3 separate regions of the Ovis aries genome follow, and regions 1 and 2 are each linked to region 3. Evidence: chromatin contacts called from public Hi-C data. All regions are on one chromosome and are shown on one strand. Each heading gives the region's core, a stretch centred on a gene start, on an enhancer-like site or on the middle of the called end of the contact. The rest is flanking DNA. Distances are from core to core; before and after follow the strand shown.

Region 1 (4,117 bases), core at 788-3,287, 420 kb after region 3:
ACATGGAGGAACTGCCCCAGAAATGCAAGAAGGTCTCTAGGGCAGAGGGGGCTCAGAAATGGCAGGGATTAGCCAGAGTCTTCTGAACCCACCCTCTTCTCAGACTGCAGTGCCTGCTGGGTATATCTGGGCCCAGACAGTACTTGGCTGGCACTCTGAGGACAAGGTCAGTCCTGATCAGATATGGGAGGAGAGGCTTTAAAAGTGTTTTTGCTATCAGATAAGACTTTTCATAATAATATAAGACTTTTGTTCCATAAATCTCCAGTGACCTATCATAGGGCTTTTCTTTTTGTTCTGCACAACTTTTTTGTTTTCAATCAAAAAATGATGAATTCATGAATGACAAAAGAAGTGAGATCTCTTTGAGATTCTGAGCAGCAGAATCTAGATTTTGAAAGGATTTTGTCTAGTCTGGAAAAAAACGTTTTGTTCTTTCAAGGACCAATATGAACTTTGATATGTAAGTGTTCTTCTTGATTTGGGATATTTATTAATAATTGATTGCAAACTCAGAATGAGTCAGCAGTTAGGAAGGTATTCTAAAAAGTTAAAATGGCTGGATTCATTTGTAGACTCCAGAAGGGAGGAGTTGATAGTCCCCTCCGCTCCTGTGAACCTTAGGGCCCACCTGGGCTTCTGGGCGCTCCATTTTAAGAGGGCACTGAGGGACTGGGGCTCTGTTGCCTGCAACATGGACTTGAGTGAATTCGATCTCTATCTCCAGTGTTTCTAAGGGCTGTCTCAAAGAACAGGAGAAACCTTGTCCCCTGTACTCCCAGAGGGTAGAAATAACACCCGCTCCCCACTGGAGTCACCCCTCCCCCTTCCCCAGTCTTCCTCCTCTGCCTCAAACCTACCCTGAGAACTCAGCAGGGAGGATTTTTAAAAGAGTAGGAATAGACTAATTCAAACGTACTCCGTATAGCATGTACAGTAAGGCTGAGGTTGGGAGGGCCTAATCTGACAGCCAGGGTCAGCTCAGGCTTGAAATTTGATATTTAAATAAGTGGAGAGGATGAAGGCATTCCCAGCCAGAAAAGCAATGGGAAAGGGGTGGTGGGAAGAGCCGTGTCAATGGGGAGGGTAGCGCATTTGCCACAGGTGTGGCCACCAACTTGCCTGAGATTAGACTTTGTTCTATGGGCTGCAGAGCCACAGGAAATAGAACTGGTGTTCTAGGAAGTGAGCTGGTCCGTGTAAGATTTGGATGCAGCGAGACCATACTGAACCAAGGGTGACAGTGAGGATTCATTCATGTCTTTTATTCAGTACCTACCTTATACCAAGGTCTATTCTAGGCACTGGAGATACAGCAGGGAACAATTTAAAAATCCCTGCTTTTCCAGAACCCTAATAGGGAGTAATGGACAATAAACAAATAAGATAATTTCTGACAGTGAGAAATGGCTAAAAAGGAAATACAACAGGGTGTTGAGAGCATGACTTGCCCGAGGCACTGGGGCAATCAGAGAAGGTCTTGAGGAGAAGGTGGTGCTTGAGTTGATGCCTAGCTGATTTCAGGCAGAAGGAACACAAGACCCCAAGATGTTAATGAGCTTGACATGTTTAAGGACCAAAGAAGGTATGACTGGAGCATAGTGAGCAAGGGAGATTGACAAGGGCTGTTCGCTAAGCCCTGACTGGGACTGGCAGGAGAGTATAGTCTGAAAATGTCTCCTGAGAGTGGTTCTGAAACACCTGCCTTATGGGGTTGTGGTCCCCATCCCCTTAAGACTCGCCGAAGTAAATAAATGCGGAAAGACAAGGAGCAGGAAAACCCAGCCTGATACCATTTCCTGTGTGGTGCGATGTGGCAGAGAGAACATTAGTCCCAAAGCCAAACTCTGACTTAGGCAGAATTCTAGCTGTGTCACTTCCTAGTTGTGTGACCTTGGGCAAACGACTTAATCTCTAAATTTCCAATACCCAGGTCTTATAACAATGGATACTAATTCCTGCTTCAGAGCTGTTGAACCCAGGGTGCGAGTGAGCCACACCCAGGGTTTCAGGTGATTGGGTGGTTATAGCGCCACCTTGTGTTTATTCGGGTGTTGACAGTGCGCGGTGTTTAATTAGAAGCACAGCCCATACGCAAAGACTTTGCCTCTGTGCGGTGTTGTGGAGTGTTCTGTTTAGTTCTGAGACACATGTTTTGTGGGACACGGACTAGAAGATTGGCTGAAAGAACAGGAGAGGACCAACCTTGGGAAACACGCCTCTGTGTGGAGGGAGCAGATACGGACTCTGGGGTTCCAATGCTAGGATCAGTGAAAGAGTATGACTGGGGTAGATTGGGTGACAGGAAGCTGATTCTGGCAGCAAGTAAAGAAATATTTTATTATGGTTAGATCTGATCAAGAATGAAATATGTGGGCTGTAGTTGAGGAGGGGATGATGGGTGAAAGCTTGAAGTAAATTGACATCTTGACACTGAAAGTATGTGACTGACTCCAGGCCTTTAGACCTTAGATACAGAGGAGGAAACAGTGACCCACTCCAGTATTCTTGCCTGGAGAATCCCAATGGACAGAGGAGCCTGGCGGGCTACAGTCCTTGGGGGTCGCAAAGACTCGGACGTGACTAAGTGACTGACGCTTTCACTTTCACAAAGAAAATGGTGGTTCTGTCATTGGCATAAATGGAAATCATCAGGAGAATGAATGAGGTATTTTAAATAGCAAATTTTAATTGGAAACAGAAACCTAAAGCAGAATGATCTAGAGATAAGAGAAAGGTTGAGGCTAAAGCCATGGGTTCAGAAGTCACCTATATGACTGTCTGAATAGAACAATGCAGGGAAGAAAGTGTAAAGGCAAATATAAGAAATGAGCCTTAAGATGCACCCACATCTGAAGTCAAGAAAAAGAAGAGAGGGCTGAACAGCCAAGAGACAAGTCAATGTTATGAAAACACCAGGAGAAGATGGGAGAAGCAGTGGCACATTCCACAGTCAATTACCCCTACCCTACTCAGCTCCTCCAGCCCAGGTCCTGCCCCTCTCTTACTCTCCCTGGTGAGCATCATCTCCTGACTGCTTCTTTGCTTCCTCTCATGTGATTTCAGTGTTTGATTCCTTCTCCATCCCTGTTGCCACAGGGGGTGGTGCTGAGAGCCGACCGGTCCTTCGCTACAGCAAGGAGCAGAGGCCAACCACGCTGCCCATCCAGCCGTTCGTGTTCCAGCACCACTTCCCCAAGCAGCTGGCCAAGGCCCGGGCCCTGCACAGCCTTTCCCAGCTCTACAGCCTCTCGGGCTGCAACCGTGCACCGCAGCCTGCCCCCGCAGCTGCCCCCGCTGCTCAAGGCCCAGGCCCAGCTCCTTCAGGGGAGCCACAGGTGCCCACCCACAGGGGTGCCAGGAAAGCCAGGCCTGAGCCAGAGACCTCGCGGCCGTCGCCCCTGGGCAGCTACTCCCCCATCCGGAGTACTGGCCCCTTTGGGCCCAGCACCGACTCTTCGGCCTCCACTTCGTGCTCCCCTCTCCCAGAGCAGGCCACAGCCACAGAAAGCCCACCTCCATGGGGCCTTTCCTGTCCTCCTGCTGTCCGGCCTGCCGTCTCCCAGCAGCCGCAGAAGGAGGATCCGAAGATACTGACCTTGGCTGAGTACCGGCTCCATGGGACAGGAAGTTTGCCTCCTCTGGGCTCCTGGAGATCTAGCCTCAGCCGAGCGGAGAGCCTGGTCCGGGGAGGTGGCGAGGGCAGCATGGCTTCCAGGCCCAGTAATGGTATGAAGCTCACTGCCCATCCCCCTTTCCTACCCTAGGCAGTCTACCTCCCCTTTGAATGATTTCCTGTACTCCACATGGGGTCACAGGTTACAGTTTGCCCATCTGTAGCTAATATCCCAACCCTGGGTTTTATACAGGCCCACTGGGTGGGTATGAAATGCTGTCTTTTAACTATTTCCTGTCTCTTCTGCTAATCTCTCCTGATTTCAGCCAACCATCTATCCCCTCAAGCACTCAAGTGGCGAGAATACAGGAGGAAGAACCCTCTAGGACCCCCTGGTTTGTCAGGGAGCCTAGACCGAAGGCCACAGGATGCTCGGCTGGCCCGAAGGAACCCCATCTTTGAGTTCCCCGGCTCCCTCGGTGCTGCTGGCCATCTGAACTG
Region 2 (3,745 bases), core at 639-3,138, 350 kb after region 3:
AGTATTCTTGCTCTCTTTCTCCAGTTTCTAGAACTTCTTTAACTTTTAGGGCCTCAGAGGTTTTAGTTTTTCTGTTAAGCAGTGTAATAGGTATGTACCAGAAGATCAAAGCATTTAATCTATACTACCACAGGTCAATTAAAACTTTTAGAAATTTAGGTCTTATCTTCCATCAAGCATAAAAGTGAAAGTGTTAGTTGCTCGACGTGTCTGACTCTATGCAACCCCATGACCTGTAGCCCACTAGGCTCCTCTGTCCATGGAATTCTGTAAGCAAGAATACTGGAGTGCATAGCCATTCCCTTCTCCAGGGAATCTTCCTGACCCAGGGATTGAACCCGAGTCTCCCTTGCTTTATCCAGAAAAAGACACCTTAAGCTTCCTGAAGAACTAATTTCTTACTAACAAAGTATGTCCATCACTGTTCTCCCAACAGTTGAAGTTTAGCTCCTTAGATAAACTTAGATAAATAAACAATGTGTTAGGCTGATATCCATCCTGAATCTTTAAGTGGCCTCAGGAGATAACAAGAAATTTTTTACCTGAGGATCTTGGCAGTAGGGGAGAGCCCAGATGGCTATAGTAAGTACGAAGACCATCAAGGACAGACTTCTACAATAATGCTAGCCATACCTGGTAATCTCGAGGGGCAGCATCCAAAACAAAGTGTGAATGAAGGGGCTGTTTTCTGACTTGTGGGGGAAGGGAAATCCACTAAGGAGAAAAGACTCCATTAAGTAAATACCGCTTCAGCTGGGCCTACCAGTGTTTTTCAGGTGTAAAATAAGAGGTACATGAAACGCGATCTCAGCCTGAATCGCACACTTCCCAGGCAGGGAGCCCAGAGAGCAAGCTCTTAGGCTGAGAATTTCCCGGGGTTCCTTTGCAGCTGCCCACATTGGGGTCGGCATCAGTGGCCAGGAGGGGATGCAGGCCATGCTCAGCAGCGACTACGCCTTCTCCCAGTTTCGCTATCTTCAGCGTCTGCTCCTGGTTCATGGCCGCTGGTCCTATAATCGCATGTGCAAGTTTCTAAGCTACTTCTTTTACAAAAACTTTGCCTTCACGCTGGTGCACGTCTGGTATGCCTTCTACAGCGGGTTCTCTGCACAGGTAAGTGCTCAAATGGCATTCTCTACTCTGTTCAAGTGGGTCTTCTCTAATCTTCCTCCACTTCAGCCAGTTCAGACCCTTTTTCACTTCTAGAGACCTGTGTATGACGTGGCACCATCCATCCTTTCTACTCCTCACCCATGATGATCCCATCTCCTAATCCTGCACTTAACCTTAGACTTCTAAACTCTGTCCTGGCTCTGACTCAGCCTTGACTTCTACCCACAGAACTCTCCCAGAAGATATTTTCATCTTTCCCATGACATAGAGACCTAGAATTTCCAAACATATGTAATGGAGATGGGGGTGGTGGGGGTGAGATTCCTGGATCTGAGAGTTTTTTAGGATCCAGAATAATCTTTATGGAACAGGCTAAGCCTCAGGAGGCCTTTGGGTCTTGCCAGACGGGCCAGTTCTGGCATTTACCTGTAGCCACACTTGGAAACACAGCTTCTCTTTACTTCTCCTTCCTCACCCAGACATACCACCCTGCCAAACACTGCTGTTGCTCTAATGAGTGTGAAATCTCCACAGAAGTGGGGAGAAGCAACCCTTGGATGTTGATGTTCTATGAGAATTCCCTTTTTCCTATAATTAGTTTCTCAGGATTCCCAAAGAGAAACAACCTCTGGAACGATCATCTTGGGAGATCCCTATTACCTTTGTGACCTTAGGCTCCAGGAAAACAGACCAGTCAGCAGACAATAGTGAGCTTGTCTGCCCCTAGTGTCTAGTAACACCAGTCTGGCTTGTGGGAGGTGTATGTATATGTACATGTTACTGCTGACCTCTTGTGGCTAGGAAAGAAAGTAGCCTACTGTAGGCTCATGGGTCTGTTCTGCTTGCCAGTGTTAGAAGGTGTCCAGGGTTATAGGAGCTACTGAATGCCGTAAAGCAGATAAAGAACACAGAGGCTTACATGCCTGGGAGTGCAGGGGTACACTCAGCGTTCCCTAGCAGCCACTCTGGGTCCTTTCCATGCAGAGAGGAGCAGTACAGGTCATGGTAGAGTTGGTCTAAATCAGCCTCATCAGATTGGCCAAACAAGTGTAATGTGGCCTTGCCCCAGCCTAGGGCCCAGGGACCAGAGTCTGCAGTCAGCTTTCTCAGTCAGATTTCAGAAATCCAAACCATGTTCTAGGTTATCACGGTGGTGGGCAGGTGGAGGGCAGAAGGGGTTCTCTTAAAGCTGAGAGGTAGTGCTGAGACTTTGGAAAAGAGAAACCTCCTAAGAAATCTCCTTGGTGTTCTTCCAGACGGTTTATGATACCTGGTTTATCACTTTCTACAACCTGATCTACACCTCCCTCCCTGTCCTGGGCTTGAGTCTGTTTGATCAGGTAAGCAACAAACCTCTTAGTCAAGGCTGAAGCCCCTGGCCCCTTGAAGAATATTCCCTGGAATGAAGAGGACAGCAGCAGCCAAGAGATAGGCTCCAAAGTCAAATGTAAATAGAATCATTTATAGGGCAAGGGAGGGAGCTCACCACCTAGAGAGGTATCGTTGGACAAAGTAAAGTATCCTCTGCCACAGAGAATAATCATCGGCTGTGGAAACCCAAATTCTCCTGTGTCAAGTTTTTCTTCATAGAGAGAAACACAGACATTGTGCTGTGCAGTAAATGGAGTCTGTACAAAAGTGGAAGGAAATAGTCGTTGGGGCAGGACTAGGTAAATCAAGGAGCTCCAGAAAGGATAGACCCATAAAGAGATAATGGGATAAGCCAGTGCAGTGAGGCCTAGGCGAGAATCCTCAAGGCCAAGCTTGGAGTATGGGTATGATTCCTCAAATCGTAGGGAGTCAGCCTGGGGGGTACTGCCTAGTCCTCTTGGAAATTTCCCTGGGCATCGAGGGTCCTGGTGCCCTACCCCTCCCTCTTCTACCCAACCTCCAGTCCTGGGTACCTGGAACAAAAAGGGAGCCTCCAAAGAGAAATAAAGTGGCTGAAAGAGGACATCATGGGATCATGGTTCCTGGTTTCCATCAGGGTAGGAAGGAAACTCTCCGTGAAGTAGCTGCCAGCCTCAGAGCAGCAAGACGATGAGTTCTGTCATTCAGCAGTCCCGTATAGCTTCAGTGATCTAAATCTAGGGATCCACAACCTCTCAAAACAAGCCTCAATCCTTGTTACCCAGAGTTTTAGATTTAGGAGATGAAGATGGTCCCATGTCATCCTCATAGACAATTCCCTCAGCTGAGTTCCCCAGTGGCTATGGGAATGGGAGGAGCATCACAGAACAGAAATACCTCTAACGGGCTGACTGAATGCCACTGGCCTCCTCTTGCCTCCCACTGGCTTTTGACAGAATGCTCAGCCAAAGGAGCACTTACAACTAGGGACTCATGTCCCAGGTACCTCCCCACCCAAGCTCCAGTCCTTCCTTCCCTCTACTCCCAATCCTAACTGCCCCCTTTCTTAACTCCCCATCTTGACCTTCTAGCTTTCTTCCACCGTGTATATCCCTGCCTAGAGAGTAGGGCTTTAGAAAGGTTCTGGTCACTGCTCTGTTCTCTGGTTCCACATCTCAAGTAATCCATGAGGAATCTCCTAGGCAGCCAAACAGCAAACTCAGTGAGGGGAGAAGCCTCTACTCTGCTGGAGATGGGACCTTTGGAGAGACCCTGAGCCTTC
Region 3 (4,045 bases), core at 891-3,390:
TAGCAATCAGCTCCTCCTCAAAAGGCTTCAGCCTGCCCTTCTTTACCCCACCCTACCCCACGGCTTTGTCTGGCTTTGGCACCCCCTCCCTCCCCAGCCAGTCTCTCAGCCAGAGGAGACTGGCTTGGGGCCCCTTTCAGCAACACTGTCACTCTCATTCAGCCACGGTGTGGAAAGCAGGGCTTTCTCACCCTCTTGCAGCCTGCCCAGGGGCAAAAAGAAGTCTGGCGCTAAATCAAGTCGCCTCAGGGAATCAGAGACTAGGCCCTAGTCTGGTTCAGATAGTCAGATTCCAACCCAGGAGGGTGGGGAGCCATTCCCTGTCCCTCCCCCAGTGGAAACTGGAACCTCCCTTCCCAGTTCAGCCAACAATAGTGGCTGACCTCTCAAAGCATGCATCGCAGACCCTCAGTACTTCTGACCATTTCCCTCTCCCACAGAAGCCCAGAGTTTTTGAGGGAATTAGGGTTCCCTACCCAGGAGAAGGAAAAGTGTGCAGAAATCAGTTTGTGGCAAGTGGTAAAAAGGTATCTACCACTCACTTGGGGGGCTGTGGGGAGAGACCTTGGTAGCAGTGAGGGTGAGGTCTGGGCCTTGCTGCTGGTTACCTAGGTCTCTGGCCACTGAGTACAAAGTCTGGGGCAGGGCACAGCTCCTAGACAGGCAAGGACCAGGCCAGGCCCCAGGCGAGGAAGGAAGTGGGAAATGAGCACACCCAGAGCATAAGGGCAGGGCAAACTGGGGGAGGAGGGGAAAGACAGGGACTAAGGCAAGCTTCTAGGAGGAACAGGAACTACAGTGAGGGGTACCCAGAACCTAAGGGGGGAAGGGTCCCCAGGGACACCAGCTAAGGGAAAAATATCCCAGTCTCAGCCAGACAGATCCAAAGCTGACTGAGACAGTCACACAAGCTCTAGTAGCAAGTGGGGCCTGCATCCTCTCTGAGTGCTCAGGCCTGAAGGTGGAGTTAGGAGCTGAGGAGCCAGGAACACTGCAGACTGGCTTCTTCACCCGAGTAATCCCATCACCCTCATCCCTGAGACACTGTACAAAAACCTCTTCCTGGAGTCTCTACAAAGCCTCCAGACTTTCTCAAGGCACTAGGGGTTCTCCCCTCCTCATCTGGGGCCTGTAACCCCTTCCCCTCACACAGTGCCCACAGCCCCCACACCTTCTTCCTCCACACAGTCCCTCCCACACTCTGGACCACTAGCCGATCTCCATCACACAACGCCCCCTCCACTTTCCCCTAAAGCGCCTTCATATCCCCTCCCCCTCAAGTATCATCTCCAACCCTTCACTTCACCTCACCCCCTCACATTGTACTTCCCAGCCTCACAAAGCACTCCCGCCCTTCCCCCACAAGGGGTACCGGAGAAAGCACCTCTTAGCCCAGTGAGCCCCCCTCCTCCTCCTCCAGCTGTTTTACTCCATCCCCACCCCAGCATTTCTCCAGATCTTTTCCTTCCCTGACATGATCCTCCCGCTTCACGTCTACCCAAGCGCACCCCCGTACTTGTCCATTCTTCCACGCGCACCCGCCCCACACCTGTAGTTCCGCGAGTCCCGTTGCAACTGGGGAGGTAGTGGATTGGAGCAGTTACATAGCTGCCCTAGCTGCAGCCTCGGCCTGCAAACCTCGCCCCTTTGGTCCGAGCCCCGCCCCCGCAACGACACGACCCACCCTCTCCGTTGTCCCACCTCCCACCTTCCCCTGGCTCGTCCCCTTTCCTAGATTCTTTAATTCCTGGGGCTCCTCCCCTGTAATTCAGGTCCTGCCCCTTTCTGGCTCCTCCCCTTCTCGTCTTCTTGGCGTCTCCACAGAGAACCTCTGCTTGTCTTTCGTCCCACCCCGGTCCCCGCCCCATCCTTGATCCCCGCCCCCTTCTGGTCTTCGCCTTTCACTAGGATCCGCCCCCTCGGATTCCAGGCTGGCAGAACCGGTGCCAGGCTCGCTTCCACTGCTAGCCCCCTCCCATCTCGGAGCCTCTCCTCCCCCCGCCCCTTCTCTGGCTGGCCTCACCCCGGCGCTGGCGCTGCAGCCCGGAACCGCTGGTTTTGATTGGCGGCGGTGGCCCCAGTGGATGGCGGAGGAGACAAAGTGATGGCTGCAGGTCGCCTGAGGGCCCACCCCGGCCACGTGCGGCTTCTGTGATGACAGGTCTAAAGGGGCGGGGCCTCAGTCCGCAGTGTGCGGCCTGGGCTGACCGGATCCGGCCGGAGATGGGGAGCCAGAACCTGCGCCAAAGCGCTTGCTTGTGGGCGCCCGAACCAGGTTGGAGCCATCCCAGGCTTTCGAGCTGGTGTGAGCTGCCTGCGGAACTTGAGCCTCTTAGTGAAGGCATCTGGGTTAGCGCGCGTATTTGCCCTAATGGGGGAGATCTGTAGGGTTTGCAAAGTAGTGCAAAGAGCTTCAGAATTCTGTGAAAATGCGGGAATCTGGTTGGCCGGGGTCTCAAGTCTGTGAGGAAGAGCACTTTCTGTAGCCTACGGCGTGTAGGAGACAGGCAGTAAGAGTTAGGTCTATAGCTGTGGAGGTAGGTCGGCGAGAAGTCTGTGAATTTTATGAGCCAAAGTAGAGCCTTTGCTTTGTTCAGTCGACTGAACCTGTATGACTGTTACACACGTTCTGTAATTTAATTAGCGCTTGAGTCTTCAACTTCCCGGGAGCCCCACGAGTTCCCAAGATATGTCCAGGGGAGAGCGACGCTTACGAGCCACCGGTAGATGGCATCCCAGGTCCCTTGCAGAGCCGAGTGGCTCTGAGCCCAGAGCCTAGTGAGCTTCTCGATGGAGTCGGAGGTATTGATGGCTGTGTGATGGACTGGACCTGGTAAAGTTATCTCAAAGTCTCAGATTCTTTAGATCTCTGTGACTTTCTTTCTGTGAGTAGTTAAGAAGCGGCTTTACTAAACACCAATGGTGCGCTAGGCAAAATGAAAACAGAAAAAGAAAAAAATGTTCTGCTCTTACGGAACTGCTCAGATTGTCTTTCTAATACTTCTGTAATGCTCAGTTCAGTTCAGTTGCTCAGTCGTGTCCGACTCTTTGCGACCCGGTGAATCGCAGCACGCCAGGCCTCCCTGTCCATCACCAACTCCCGGAGTTCACTCAGACTCACATGCATTGAGTCGATGATGCCATCCAGCCATCTCATCCTCTGTCGTCCCCTTATAGAGGGTAAAATTGGAAGAGTTTTGTGTCATGGAAAAAGCTCAAATTTGAAGTCATTTGGTTTGGTAAGGACACTATACTAGCTGTATTGGGCAAATTACTTGATTACTAGCTAAATTTGGGTAAATTACTAGATTAAAAAAATAAATTTTTAAAAAGGTTTTTTATTATCGGGATCATTTTAAAAGTCTTCATTGAATTTGTTATAATATTGTTTTTGTTTTATGTTTTCGATGTTTTGGTGGGAGGCATCAGAATCTTAGCTCCCCACCAGGGATCCAACCCACACCCCTTGCATTGAAAGGCTAAGGGCAACCACTGGACCACCAGGAAAATCCCTAAAAATAAACTTTTCATTTTAGAATAATTTTAGATTTACAGAAAATTTGTGAAGATAGTACAGAAAGTTTCTGTGTACCCCACACTCAATTCTCTGCTTTGTTCTCCACAATTAATAATGTCTTACATTAGTATGGTACATGTGCTATAATTAATTAACCAATATTGATACATTATATATATCAATACATGTAAATATGTATTTAGGATACATCCTAAAGGAGATCAGTCCTAGGTGTCCATTGGAAGGACTGATGTTGAAACTGAAACTCCAATATTTTGGCCACGTGATGCGAAGAGCTGACTCATTTGAAAAGACCCTGATGCTGGGAAAGATTGAGGGCAGGAGGAGAAGGGGATGACAGAGGATTAGATGGTTGGATGGCATCACTGACTCAATGGACATGAGTTTTGGTAAACTCTGGGAGCTGGCAATGGACAGGGAGGCCTGGCGTACTGCAGTCCATGGGGTTACAAAGAATCTGACACAACTGAGCAGCTGAACTGAACTGATACATTATCATTAAAGTCC

What was found. Hi-C and Micro-C count contacts between places; a contact is called where the count stands out from the background.
Region 1: a contact with region 3 is called in a Hi-C map of hypothalamus, with 4 times the contacts expected there. The contact joins the enhancer-like site here to the promoter of ATOSB in region 3. A contact is called at or near these places in 5 of 16 Hi-C or Micro-C datasets (blood, hypothalamus, liver and 2 more).
Region 2: a contact with region 3 is called in a Hi-C map of hypothalamus, with 6 times the contacts expected there. The contact joins the enhancer-like site here to the promoter of ATOSB in region 3. A contact is called at or near these places in 9 of 16 Hi-C or Micro-C datasets (hypothalamus, liver, mixed tissues and 5 more).

The regions. Positions count from the first base shown.
Region 1 is chr2:52,935,906-52,940,022 of ARS-UI_Ramb_v3.0, reverse strand. It overlaps RUSC2 (RUN and SH3 domain containing 2), which reads left to right. Exons shown (of 14, transcript XM_060409249.1): 5 at 3,067-3,729; 6 at 3,943-4,117. Among named protein-coding and RNA genes, the nearest start is that of CIMIP2B, 17 kb to the right of the region's middle. Within about 2 kb of position 2,037, at least 14 of the 54 cell types and tissues checked have an H3K27ac peak or open chromatin away from gene starts, as enhancers often do. A contact at or near this core is called in hypothalamus and liver, where this site is marked.
Region 2 is chr2:53,009,739-53,013,483 of ARS-UI_Ramb_v3.0, reverse strand. LOC101109422 (phospholipid-transporting ATPase FetA-like) reads left to right here. Exons shown (of 28, transcript XM_060409312.1): 23 at 890-1,113; 24 at 2,370-2,453. Among named protein-coding and RNA genes, the nearest start is that of RUSC2, 18 kb to the right of the region's middle. Within about 2 kb of position 1,888, at least 10 of the 54 cell types and tissues checked have an H3K27ac peak or open chromatin away from gene starts, as enhancers often do. A contact at or near this core is called in hypothalamus, where this site is marked.
Region 3 is chr2:53,360,131-53,364,175 of ARS-UI_Ramb_v3.0, reverse strand. ATOSB (atos homolog B) reads right to left here and starts at 2,140. Exons shown (of 9, transcript XM_027964453.3): 1 at 2,024-2,140.